Regions from separate parts of the Mus musculus genome. Here regions 1 and 2 are each linked to region 3. Evidence: chromatin contacts called from public HiChIP or PLAC-seq data. All regions are on one chromosome and are shown on one strand. The core of a region is the stretch at or near the end of the contact, and the rest is flanking DNA. Distances in the headings are between cores, read along the strand shown. Region 1 overlaps Zc3h3 (zinc finger CCCH type containing 3). Region 2 holds the start of Zfp41 (zinc finger protein 41). Region 3 holds the start of Puf60 (poly-U binding splicing factor 60).

Region 1 (3,747 bases), core at 242-2,741, 260 kb before region 3:
CTTTGGAACAGCAGCAAAGCATCATGAAGGTGGAAGTTCCTTAGCTCTAGAAAGACACTGCCAGAATTCCAAAATGGTACAAAAACATGCCTCAAGTTCTTGCCAGCAGAGGACTGTAGTCATACGGGCAGCGGCAGAAACAGGTCTTATAGTTCCCAGCTTCACAAGGACAGTGACACATATGTACACACACATACCTATGTTCACCTAACACAGAAAAAAGCAGGAAGAGCCAGCCCTATGAGAGGAAGAGGCTCCTGGCTGTCAAGTCCCAGACCCAGCTCAGGTTCCTGACTGAAGCCATTCTGTCTCCTCCAGTATACATGGCCAAGTGACTGTCCACATCTCCTAGCCCACAGCTGGCTTGTCATCAGCCTTCATTGCAGCACCATGGAAACAAGGAATCCATCTTTGACAAACATTTACAGATTATCAAATCACAACAGCAGCCCCAGACAGAGCCATAAGTCACCCTAAGCAGCCATTCGCACTGCAGTCTGAGGAGTTTGGGCAGCTCGGTGATGATAAATAACTGCTGTCATCCACCCTGTCCCCCTGTGCAAGATCCGTGTTCTCTGTTGTTCCACACTACCTGGTGTTTAATGACAACACTGTCAGCCCAACACTCAGCCACCAAAGCTGCTGCCGCCTCAGACTGTCAGAGCCCTATTAGAGGGAAGATTGAGACCCTACTCTTCCTAAAGTCACTCAAGCAACACAAGCTGCTAGTTCCTGTAATTATTGTGCGCTAGCCATCGATCGTGCACGACACCTGACCCGCCTGTATGAAATGGGAGTAGTTTGCTGTGTGACAGTCGCTATAGATTATGGGGGTAGATCTCCCCTCCCCTTCTAACCATCACTCTACCCGACCTTAAAGGCTGGTGAAAGAAGGAGGAAAGATAGTGCCACCCACCATCAGAGAGCTGCCACCCACAGAGTGGAGGTGGGCCTGCCCAGACTTCAGGGGGCCGCTCAAGTAGCCAGCCCCTAACTGGCTTGCAGCTGCACCCAGTCAACTTCAGATCCCAGACGACTAGAAGATAGCCTGTTCCACTTCAATATTCTACAGGGACTTAGGCATATTGTCAGCATATGGGAAAGAACCTTCCTTGGTACTGAGTCCTGGCTGGATCATAGATCATGATGCTTCACCTTGTTGATCTGCTGTGACACTAGCTCCAAGTAGGCAGAGGCACAGTGCTCCCTCTATGCCATAGGACCACCTATAACCCCCAAACCATAATGTAGCACACACCAAAGATGGAAACCTGCTGCTAAACCGAATGCTCCAGTCCCTAAAGATAGGGATAGTCCCAACTCACCCAACTAAGTTCATCCTTGCTCCACCATCCCTGTGACCTAGGGACCCTGGGACCCTTCTCCTCTTCCTTGGGATGCTTATGTCCCCAAGCCCTCTAGAGACCATGCCCTCACACGGAAGCTAGTCAAACTCACAGACATGCATGGGCATCAGCACAGTACCAGAGGGCAGGGCCTGCCTGTGTCAATGCCACACCTCCAAGCTCTGAGTAAGGCATAGGCAGAATGCTCAGGCCCTCCTCACTCAATTTCAGGGGACAGGCCATAGCGACCTTTTAATCCAGATTTAGGTTCCCTCAATTTCTTTGGTCACAGCTAGCTAAATCCCCAGGCACCCAGGCACTGCTATGTAAACTCCAGCATGGTATACAAGGCAAAGTAGGAGGACAGGGCAAAGGACAGGCTGCATCTGAGGCCCCCCAGAACCTGAGCTGCTAAAGTCACTAAATGATTTCATTGGAAATCTGAGGAAGCAGCCTCAGCTTACCCTAAAAAGCCACAGATTGAACCATCATGGGACTAATTCCCTCCTACCCATAGTGGTGACTCAGAAGCCAAGAGGACAGATCACAAGGCTGAGTAGCTGCCAGATGGCCTGAGGTCCTAACTCCATCTTGTAAACTTCCCCAGAGAGCACAAGCATCCTGCTCACCAAAGCTTGCCCTTTTCTTGGCATCCCTCCTCTTACTACCTGAGTTAGAGCCAAGAAAAGATGCTCTGAAAGAAGCCTGAAAACCACACTAAAAAAACAGGCACAACTTAGAGGAAGCTGTACTGCTCTTGTTAACACTGGGTTACCAGGCCCTTCTTGGCCACTCTTCATTTTCCTCCTGGGCCAACCTGGCCTTCTACTACGGAGCAATGAGCCAGCTGCAGAGGGAAACCCTAGGAGCTAGATACTAAGTATGCTAAGCCTTTGGGACTATGTCACTGAGTCTGCACTGTGAACTACACTCTCGGGAAAGATCTAGTTCATGTCACAGCTTTCATATTCACCTGTGCTTCTGCACATTCACCCTTGTGTGTGTGTGTGTGTGTGTGTGTGTGTGTACACTGCCCACAGAGCTGTCAGTACAGATTGGGGCCTTGAGAAATCAGCAAGGGTCTCCCCAACCCCCAGCCCAGTTTAGATCCCAGCAGACAGCAGGGTTCCCTCCCTGGCCTCAAATGAAGCCCACTGGTAGGATAGGCACCATCGCCCTCAAAATGTGAAAAATACATCCTTCTTCCCTGGAGTCTCCCAGACAGTAACAATGACACAATCTGCTTCAACATCTCCTGGGAACATCCCCTCAGGAGCAAAGAACCTGCTAGGGCCTGAGGACGGGAAGCAGCAAATGCTATATGAACCCAGGCAAAGGGTGTCCTAGAGAGGAAGGGTCCTCAACACAACGCAGCATCTCTGTGAACCTGGAATCCTTCTGACCACAGGACGCTCCAATGAGGTGGAACAGGGAGGGAAGGAAGGAGCAGAAGGGACTGTGCTGTGGTCTGGGAAGGGCTGAGGGGGTACAAAGCCCACAGGTGCTAGTCAACTAGAATTAGGCAGACAGCTGCAGCAGCAGACTGGTGAGTGGATCTCAAACGGTACTGGCCCACTCCCACATGCAGCCCTCTAATTTACCTACAGTGCCAAGGACTGAGGATTCCAGAGTGATGCCTCCTCTGGGTTAACCACAGAGGAACCTCCTCCGGCACCACAGGGAAGCTTCACACAGTAGCAGCTAATCCTGAATCATCGGAAAACAGTACTAACAACCCAAGCCTGCTCCCACGGCCCGCCCACCTGACCATGAGACCTAAAGAAGGAACCCTGGGATCTGACTCCTAGATATAAGGCAGAACAACTGCTGTGGCCCCTGCCTGTGTCTAGAAGGCATAGCGAGAAGCCAGGTGGGCGTCTCCGAGACCCCAGGTGGGCGCTGGCAGGAGACAGACACATGGAAAACAGGCATCTGGGGTTGGGGCAGGTGAAAGCAGTGAGCGCTAGCGCGATAGCTCCCAGGATAGCGAGCCCAGCATGGGTTTGAAGAACCCTCACAGCTTCTACTGAGTAGAGAGAATGGAGAGATGGTCTGAGCCTTGAAAACAAGTCTCAGGAGACAATCTCCAAAACACTCATCTAATTTCAACCTTCTAAACATATGGTGACAACTGTACACAGGACCAGACTTGTGGTGTGGCCATAGCTCAGAAGGGCTTGGTGTCCTCCTCATGTGAGCTACTCAGGATTCCAGGACATCCTGAGAGACACACATGAGGACTCTAGACTGCCCAACCCTTTCCAAAAACCTTCTTCTCAGGTGGCTAGGGCTCCAGAAAGTGGCCAGTATCACCACCCAGGACTTAGCCTCTGTAAGTGACACCAGCCCACCACAGGAGACAGAACTTCTACCCAGGCTTCCACAGATGTGCATCCTACCA
Region 2 (3,695 bases), core at 831-3,330, 460 kb before region 3:
CAGAAAGCAACCATTTATAGTGGTCTTACTGTTCCTTGTTGAGTTGTAAAAATCCTGGTGGTGGTGGTGGATGGGGGGGTGGGGAGGGAGGGGAGCAGGTGCTTTCCCCAAGGCAGGAAATCCTGAGGAAGGAGACTCATTACCATTGCCCTTCCAAGGACCTTGTGGTTTGTAGAAGCCAGTGACGCAGGAACAAGGCAGTGACATTAACACAAAGACAATCCATTGCAACTAGGGAGGCCCTACACTACCCAGGTTCCCATGTGAACGGCCACTGTCAGGAACAGACATGTCTCAGTTGTATATCACTGAAGACAGCATCTCCTCAGGCCGACCCTAAGCTGTACACAGCAAATAATCCTGGCCACCAGACAAAGGGGCCATGTGTCCAGATGGCTCAGAGCTTGTGTCCAGACACTGGAGCTTCTTAGCAGAAGACACTTCATTGTCTTCTTAGAGAAAAACTTGGACCACGTGAGCAAGCCCAAGCCACAGGCTTAGCAGTTGAGTCTCACTGACAAGAGAAGGGTATAATTCTCCAGAGAGGAGCCACTCCAAAACAGAATCTCTTCCACAAATGAAGGGGCGTGGGGGTAGGGACAAGCTGGAGCATGCCTGAGAGCTGAAAAGAACAAGAATGATACCAACAGTCTATGCGCATCCAGCTCAGCCCACCTCATTAGAGGATAGGTAAGAGACTGGGGACTACATGAAAGATGGCAGGAAGCACACAGGCCACTAACCTTCTGGGGAAAGCAAGCAAGGAGATGCCCTACCTCCCTGTACCAAATGCTGGTAAGCCAGAAAGCCCCATGCCACTGGTAGGAATGAATGAGAAATGGCACAGGCTCTCTGGAAAGCAGCTTGTCTGTTTCTTGCAAAAGGCAACATGCAGTTTGGGACCTAGCAACTGCCTTCCTGGGCACGGTCCCAGGGAAATGAAACAGCACGGGGGGAGGGCGGGGGGGGGGGCGCTGCTTCCCAACAACCTTGTAAACACGTCCTTCAGTGGACAAAGGATCCCAAAGCTGTGATGCACACAGCGCAGAGGCAGCTGTTCAGGAGGCTGAATGAACCACCATTCAATACACAGCCACTCTTGTGAATCTAGACAGCGATGCCTGAATGATAATCGGCAAGCTCCGCCAAGTTGCACGCTGGACAATTACATTTATCTAGCATGTTGGCGTTGAATCTAAACGGATGAGGTGGAGACGACACTTAAAGAAAGGGTCTGTTAGAGGTTTGATACAGGCTTCTGCAGCACAGGAGGCACTAACACTGTGTACTAGTCATGTAAAATGGCGCCCCCAGGGAGACTTCACCAAGCACACAACAGCTCTCGATTCGTTTCTCATAACTTCATTCTCCAAGCGCCGTGGGCCACACCTATCGTCCCAGGACTCGACCGAGGCAAGAGATTGCTAGTTCTAAGCCAGCCTAACCAAATATAATAGTGGAGAATATACCCAGAAAGTCGAAAGAGCACAAGAAGTGACTAGATTTAAATATCTGTAAAGGCCCGCGTTAAGGACAGAGCAGGGGACCCTGGCTTTGCCGGAAAGGAGGGGCGGGGTCGGATGATTCCAGGGGGCTACAGGCCGTGCACTACTGGGTCCGCCATCCCGGCGTGCCACAGATGGCAAACCCGATGACTGAGAAATAACACGAAGCCTGCAGAAGAAGGCTTGGAGTCCTGAGAAGAGGCGCACGCCGGGAGAAAGGCGCCGCCCGCAGCCCAGAAGCTTGCACAGGCACAGACGCCTGCTTAGCATCCTCTCAAGCGAAGCTCGAGCCCGCAGCCACAGCATCACAAGGAGCGAGGGCAGTGTCTCCTAGAGCCGACCCGAAGGGGCGGGGAGAGGTAGGCGGGCCTACGGCCGCAGCACGGGATCACAGAGAGGCCGGGCGGCTGCTCCTAGAGCGACACCAGAAGGGCGTGAACGAGCAGGCGGGGCTCCGGAGCTTGCGGCGGTACCACCGAGAACCCGGCAAGGGTCCTAGAGCGGCACTGGAGTGGGTTTCGAGCGGTGGGCGGGGCTTAGGGTGCGCGGCAGCACCACCGAGAGGCCGGGGAAGGTAGAGCGGCACCAGAGGGGCGGGCGCCTTTAGGCGCGGGAGTGGCGGGCTCAAGTGGGCATTGTTAACGGTCGCCCGCCCGCCGGTCAGCCTGCTTACGGCCACGTTCCGCCGGCGTCTGTGCTCGGCACCCATCAGGTACTCTCTGCGTGTGTGCACGGTAGCCCCGACCGGGCGAAGGCCGGCTTCTGAGTCGTTTCTCTGTGGACCACCTCGGCGGTGTTGCAGAGGTCCTTGGAGGCGGGGAAGGTGGGCCGGGCTACCTAGCGAAGCCCCTTGTTGCTGGATGCATTGAGCGCCTTATCCTGCCGGCTCCAGCAGCTCCTTGATGGACCTGAGTCCCTAGGTCAGCGGAATTCAACTAAGTTGCCTGAATCACTCGCACCTACTCCTGTGCACAGGCCTGTGAAGAGAGGGGGCAATAAGCTAAGTCGCTGGGGTCTTCTCTGGTTTTAATGACTATTTAAGTTTTCAGTGAGGATGGTCCTTGGTGAGCAGACACAGACACCTGGGTCCCGCTTGTCATTCCTCTCACCAGAGTGATGGTGTTTGAATTGGTACTGAGTGATGCTGCAGACAGGGACTCTCAGGTGTCTCCTGAGCTGTCCCACAAAAGACAAACACTTTCAGATGCTGACATAGAGCAAACAGTCACCTAGCCGCCTGGATCTTGGACTCTGAATCCGGATAAGAATTTTATCTGCTGGGTTAGATATGTGGGTATTTGTCAAATGCTTAGAACAAAATACAGTGTGTTCCCAAAGTGTTTTTGGGAAAGTGTGGGTGCTCTAGATGGAACTGCCAGCAGAGCCCACCCCTTTGGGCCTCTGGGAGTAAAGGGGATGGTGCAGGTTTAGAGATAAAGAGGGGTCACATAGAGAGAGCCTCATCAATACAAGAGGCATCCTTTGGGGGTCTGATGGGGTTTGCTGTGGATTATGAGGAGAGCCCTGAGTTTTCCAGGCTCAGAACCAGGCTGTTGTATGGTAGAGTTACTTCCTACTCCAGGGTGTTTGCACAGTCCCAATGTGGGCGGGTAGAGAGGATAAGGAAGAACGGGGAAGGTTCTGTTTGGGGAGGTGGAAAATGGCCATCGGTCCATGATGGCTATGGCTTTCTCTGGGATGAGTGAAAATCTTGTCTTCAGGCCCAGGAGTGTCTGTGGCTGAGTGAGAGAGTCACTCAAAGAGATGAGCATACAGTGGACCAGAGGCTCTGAGCTCAGCTTATAGGCCTGGGGCTAGAGCTCTGGGGAGTCCACTTTAGTCTGAGGGGCTCATCATGTGAGCAGCTGGAAAGACAGTGGAGCTGCAGAGAGCTAAGAGCTGCCTCTGACCTGTTGTTCATGCTTTTGCCTCCAGAAGCAAGACGACCGTGGTTCTGTCTGCTTGATGCAGCTTCGTACGCAGGAGCTGTCCCTGACAGCGAAGTCCCAGAGAAGGAGCCAGGCAGCCACTGTCTGAAAACCCTCAGCCTTCCCTGGCCTCCAGGGGGGTTTCCTGCTTCCTAAGAGCAGCAATGGAAAAGCCTGCAACTAGGAAAAAGAAGAGTCAGGCCCCAAAGGAGGAGGCAGGTGCGCAAAAGGCCACTGTCAAGGGAGAGAAAACATCAAAGGG
Region 3 (3,786 bases), core at 436-2,935:
GGCATGGCCTATTTCTCAGGCAGCAGCGAAGATTTATGGAATCAATTTCCATGAAGTCCCTTAAGTCTGCATATGGAAAGTAAGCCACAGGTTCTAGCAACATTAGTACCATTGAGAGCAGTGCCAGACCCCAAGAATAGGACTGGCTGAAGGACGCTGTCTTCCATCTGTTCAGGTCCCTTCACAGGGTGTAGTGCTACTTCCTGGGTAGCCAGGCTTGTACTGAGCACTGTGGATGCAGCAAAACAAGAGAAAGAGAGAGAGAGAGAGAGAGAGAGAGAGAGACAATTCTCGGGGGCCTTGTGGTCAAATGCTGGCAAAGACGGCTTCAGTGGTGAGACTTACTGCTCGAGACCATCTCAATAATGACACTATCTGTCTAGCATCGCGCTAACCTTTCAGTCTGCATGAACAACAGGGGCTACCCAGAAATGAGGCATCCACTCTCCTCCAGTGCTGTTTAAAGTATTTTATACTCTGCCCTCACCCTTTCTTCTATCATCTGACAGCCACCTAAGGGCAGTCATCAACTCCTCAACTCTCTGGTTGTCTTTCCGAAAAGACCATTTACACCAATAGCGTCAAGCAGCGGAAGCAGGAATTTTTTTTTTTTTCTTTTGAAGTTAGCCCTGATGTGAGCAAGACATACTAGATCCACCCCTCACAAGCTGGAGCAAGTGCCCCTCTCCCATTATGAAGGTGCAGTTCCCAGCTAAGGCTGAGGAATGGCAGCCTGTGTGTACTCTACTCGACCCTACCCTACGGCTGGCCTCCAGGCACCTAGGGCTTAAGTGGTCTCAGCCCTTGCTTCATCCCCTCTGAGTGAGGGTGGCGGCTAACAAAAGTCTGGATTGCAGTGGGGTTAGGTCCAAGAGATAAATAGTCCCTGAAGGAACTCCTGGTGGTAGCCATTCAAGGAACATTCCCGACTGACTAGGGCAGAACCAAGTTCAGCCCTTGGAGCGTCCAGCCCAAGACAAGGGGGTTAGCAAAGTCTTATGATGCCCACCCGGACCAGTGACCGAGGCAGGCACCGGCTGTCGGGTTCCCCACAGAGGCAGTGACAGAATGGCTGTTTGAAAGGTGTGGAGGGGAATGGGGGTTGGGAGAGATGCTCTTCCCCTCCTGCGTGTTAACGGAACGGGAAACCCTCGTCTCTGCACCATGGCGCAGAGCAAATGCTAACGGGTCCGCCCCTTCCGCGTCCCCAACACGGGGCGTAGCCGCGCGGGTCTGGAGCAGGCACCAGGACACCCTAATGCCACCGGACGCCTAGACAGTTGTCGCCCAGTCTCGGCAGACAGGACCGCCCCGCGGGGATCCAGCAGGGCAGCTCCGCGGCCGGCCCACCCCGCCCAGCTGCCGGAAACTGGAGTCCTCGAGCCGGAAGCTGCAGTCGAGCCCCAGCCGTGGCCGCAGCCGCGCGCTCCCGCTCCGCCTCCGCCCCGCGTGCCGGGGACCACGGTAAAGTCCGTACGAGGTCCGGGTCGGGCCGCTGCGCACCCAGGGTCCCCTCCGCACCCTGTCCCAGCCGACGACTCACTCCTCCGAGCTGAGGGCCGCCCCCTGGCCGCGAGGGACTCACTTACGAGAGCTATAGTCGCCGTCGCCATCTTGCGTCCGTCGCGGCCGCCGCGCGCGCCACAAGCATCAGCTCCCTCCGCAGTCTCGCGCGATCTGGGCGTCGGACGCGGAAATCTCGCGACGTACGGCATAGCTACGAGAGCGGAGACCGAAACGCATTTCCGGGGCGGAGCAGGCCGTTAATGTACCGGAGGAGGACGGGGCGGGCCGGGGTTTTGGAGTGGCGACCCGGAGAGCCCTCCCCTGGTCGGGGGGGGGGGGGGTCGACATTTTTGAGTCAGTTCCGTCTGCCTCTTTTCCTACCACCCTATTTTAGTTGAGTCCACTCGCTGAAAGCTCGTAGACTGCGGAGACAGAAGACAAAAAGACTGATGCATCGTCCTTTGCATTGTCCATCTAAAGTCAGGAATCCTCATTCATTTTGAAATATGGTCTCTTTCCTAGTGAGAAAATAGCCGTTGACACGAAGATGGCCCCCAAAAGATGGCTCCCCAGCCTGTCCTGTGGTTATTGTCCTGTGGGCATAAATGTGTACGTTAGTCCCCAAGTCCTGAGCTATGTGTAAATATGTAGTTCATCTGGGCTTTGTGGCCGTAAGGCTGCCTGCAAGGCACCAACCACATCTGTAAGCTCAGGCACCTTCAAACTCCACCGGATAGCCATTCTCGTTTTCCACCCCTCGGGTTTTCAGACTTTAATATAGAGATCTTTAGCAAAACATGGCAGAATATTTTCCTCCCCCTCGGTACCCCCTTTAAACAGGAAAAAGCTCTACTGAAAGCAAACCTAAGTGGGCAGAGAAGTGGAATGCTGGGGAGCCAGGGGAGGGCCTTAGCAGGCTGGTGTGTGATGCTTGTGTCTTGAATTCTCCGAAAATGTGCAGATAGTTTAAAAAAAAAAAAAAAAAAAGTAGGTGCCTCCAGACTTCTATCCCTAATACAGGTTACTAGTCGTTCTGGCTCTGCCAACAGTGCCTGGAGATTAGCTCCTCCTGGGAACGAAGCGCTGAGACCCAGCTTAGCATCTCACTCTTAAGCAAAAGTGGCCAGCCAGAATCACCAAGCAGAAGAGCATGAAAAGAAACCAAGACAACAAAGGAAATGGAAGATACCTAAAGATGTTGCATCCCCCAAACAAGAAAATAAAGATCATGAACTTAGATTTCCCCATTTAAAAAAGAGAAAAATTAAAACGGCCAGGTGTTGGTGGTGCACTCCTTTAATCCCAGCACTTGGGAGGCAGAGGCAGATTTCTGAGTTCGAGGCCAGCCTGGTCTACATAGTTCAGGACAGCCAGGGCTACACAGAGAAACTCTTGTCTGGAAAAACACCCCCCCCCCAAAAAAAAACAAAACAAAATCTGCAAATGAGCGATTCGATAAGTTGAAAAATAAAGTTGAGCTATGTGTGGTGGCATATACCTGTGATCCCAGCACTCCAGAGGCAGGGGCAAGGAGAAGCTCTGTGAATTGGAAGCCAACCTGGTCTACCTTTCCAAGTAGTTCCAAGCAACTGCCAAGACTACATAGAGAGATCCTGTCTCAAAACACAAAACAGAAAACCCATAAAGTTGAAAGTTTCAAGAAAACAAGCGATAATCACATTGGCCAATATTCTTCAAGAATTAGAATTAGATGGGCCCACTAGAGACTCTGAAAATACACACACACACACACACACACACACACACACACACACAGGATGTTGAGTGGGCTGGGTCTCACCACCACCACCAGGGGGAACCCCAGGCACCACCCTCTGATAGTGATGGACCTTGCTTTTCAGAAAAATCTTTGGTAAGCTGATAAAAACTCTGAAATGTTGAATCTGTCTTCTCTAGAACTAGCCAGAGATCAGACTGCATGATGACAGTATTTGGCTGCTTTAGGTATCTTGTGAGTCAAAAGTGAAGAGTCAATGGTTTTTAACAAGCACTGCTTCTGAGTGCCTGTTCCAAGCATGGGCAAGGTGGATCTCTGTGAGTTGGAGGCCCTGCTGGTCTACCTTTCCACTGAGTTCCAAGCAAATTCCAAGATAGTCATGACTATATAGGGAGATCCTGTCTCAGAAAAAAAAAAAAAAAAAAAAAAAAAAAAAGATCAGGTTGGCCTTAAACTTTCAGATCCACCTGTCTCTGCCTCCAGTGTGATTCTATGTACCCCTGCCAGCAGCTGATGGAACAGATGCGGAGACCCACAGCCAA

The links. HiChIP or PLAC-seq counts read pairs in DNA pulled down with a chosen protein or histone mark.
Region 1: a contact with region 3 is called in a CTCF HiChIP or PLAC-seq map of the NIH/3T3 cell line, with 5 read pairs. The contact joins the enhancer-like site here to the promoter of Puf60 in region 3. A contact is called at or near these places in 1 of 15 datasets of contacts at CTCF or cohesin (the NIH/3T3 cell line), 1 of 115 datasets of contacts at active chromatin or transcription factors (microglia) and 1 of 9 other capture datasets (adipose tissue).
Region 2: an HNF4G HiChIP or PLAC-seq map of pancreatic cancer cells shows a contact between it and region 3. The contact joins the promoter of Zfp41 here to the promoter of Puf60 in region 3. A contact is called at or near these places in 1 of 39 promoter capture datasets (erythroid cells), 4 of 484 Hi-C or Micro-C datasets (CD4 T cells, CD8 T cells, embryonic stem cells and 1 more) and 2 of 115 datasets of contacts at active chromatin or transcription factors (embryonic stem cells and pancreatic cancer cells).

What each region holds. Positions count from the first base shown.
Region 1 is chr15:75,819,025-75,822,771 of GRCm38.p6, forward strand. All of the region lies in intron 3 of Zc3h3 (zinc finger CCCH type containing 3), which reads right to left. Among named protein-coding and RNA genes, the nearest start is that of Zc3h3, 21 kb to the right of the region's middle. Within about 2 kb of position 1,492, at least 65 of the 459 cell types and tissues checked have an H3K27ac peak or open chromatin away from gene starts, as enhancers often do. A contact at or near this core is called in the NIH/3T3 cell line, where this site is marked.
Region 2 is chr15:75,614,604-75,618,298 of GRCm38.p6, forward strand. It overlaps Zfp41 (zinc finger protein 41), which reads left to right and starts at 2,081. Exons shown (of 3, transcript NM_001044718.2): 1 at 2,081-2,217; 2 at 3,441-3,695. The coding sequence starts at 3,598.
Region 3 is chr15:76,079,261-76,083,046 of GRCm38.p6, forward strand. Puf60 (poly-U binding splicing factor 60) reads right to left here and starts at 1,686. Exons shown (of 12, transcript NM_028364.2): 1 at 1,590-1,686. The coding sequence starts at 1,613. Gm48952 (a long non-coding RNA gene) reads left to right here and starts at 3,266. Exons shown (of 2, transcript XR_003951572.1): 1 at 3,266-3,379.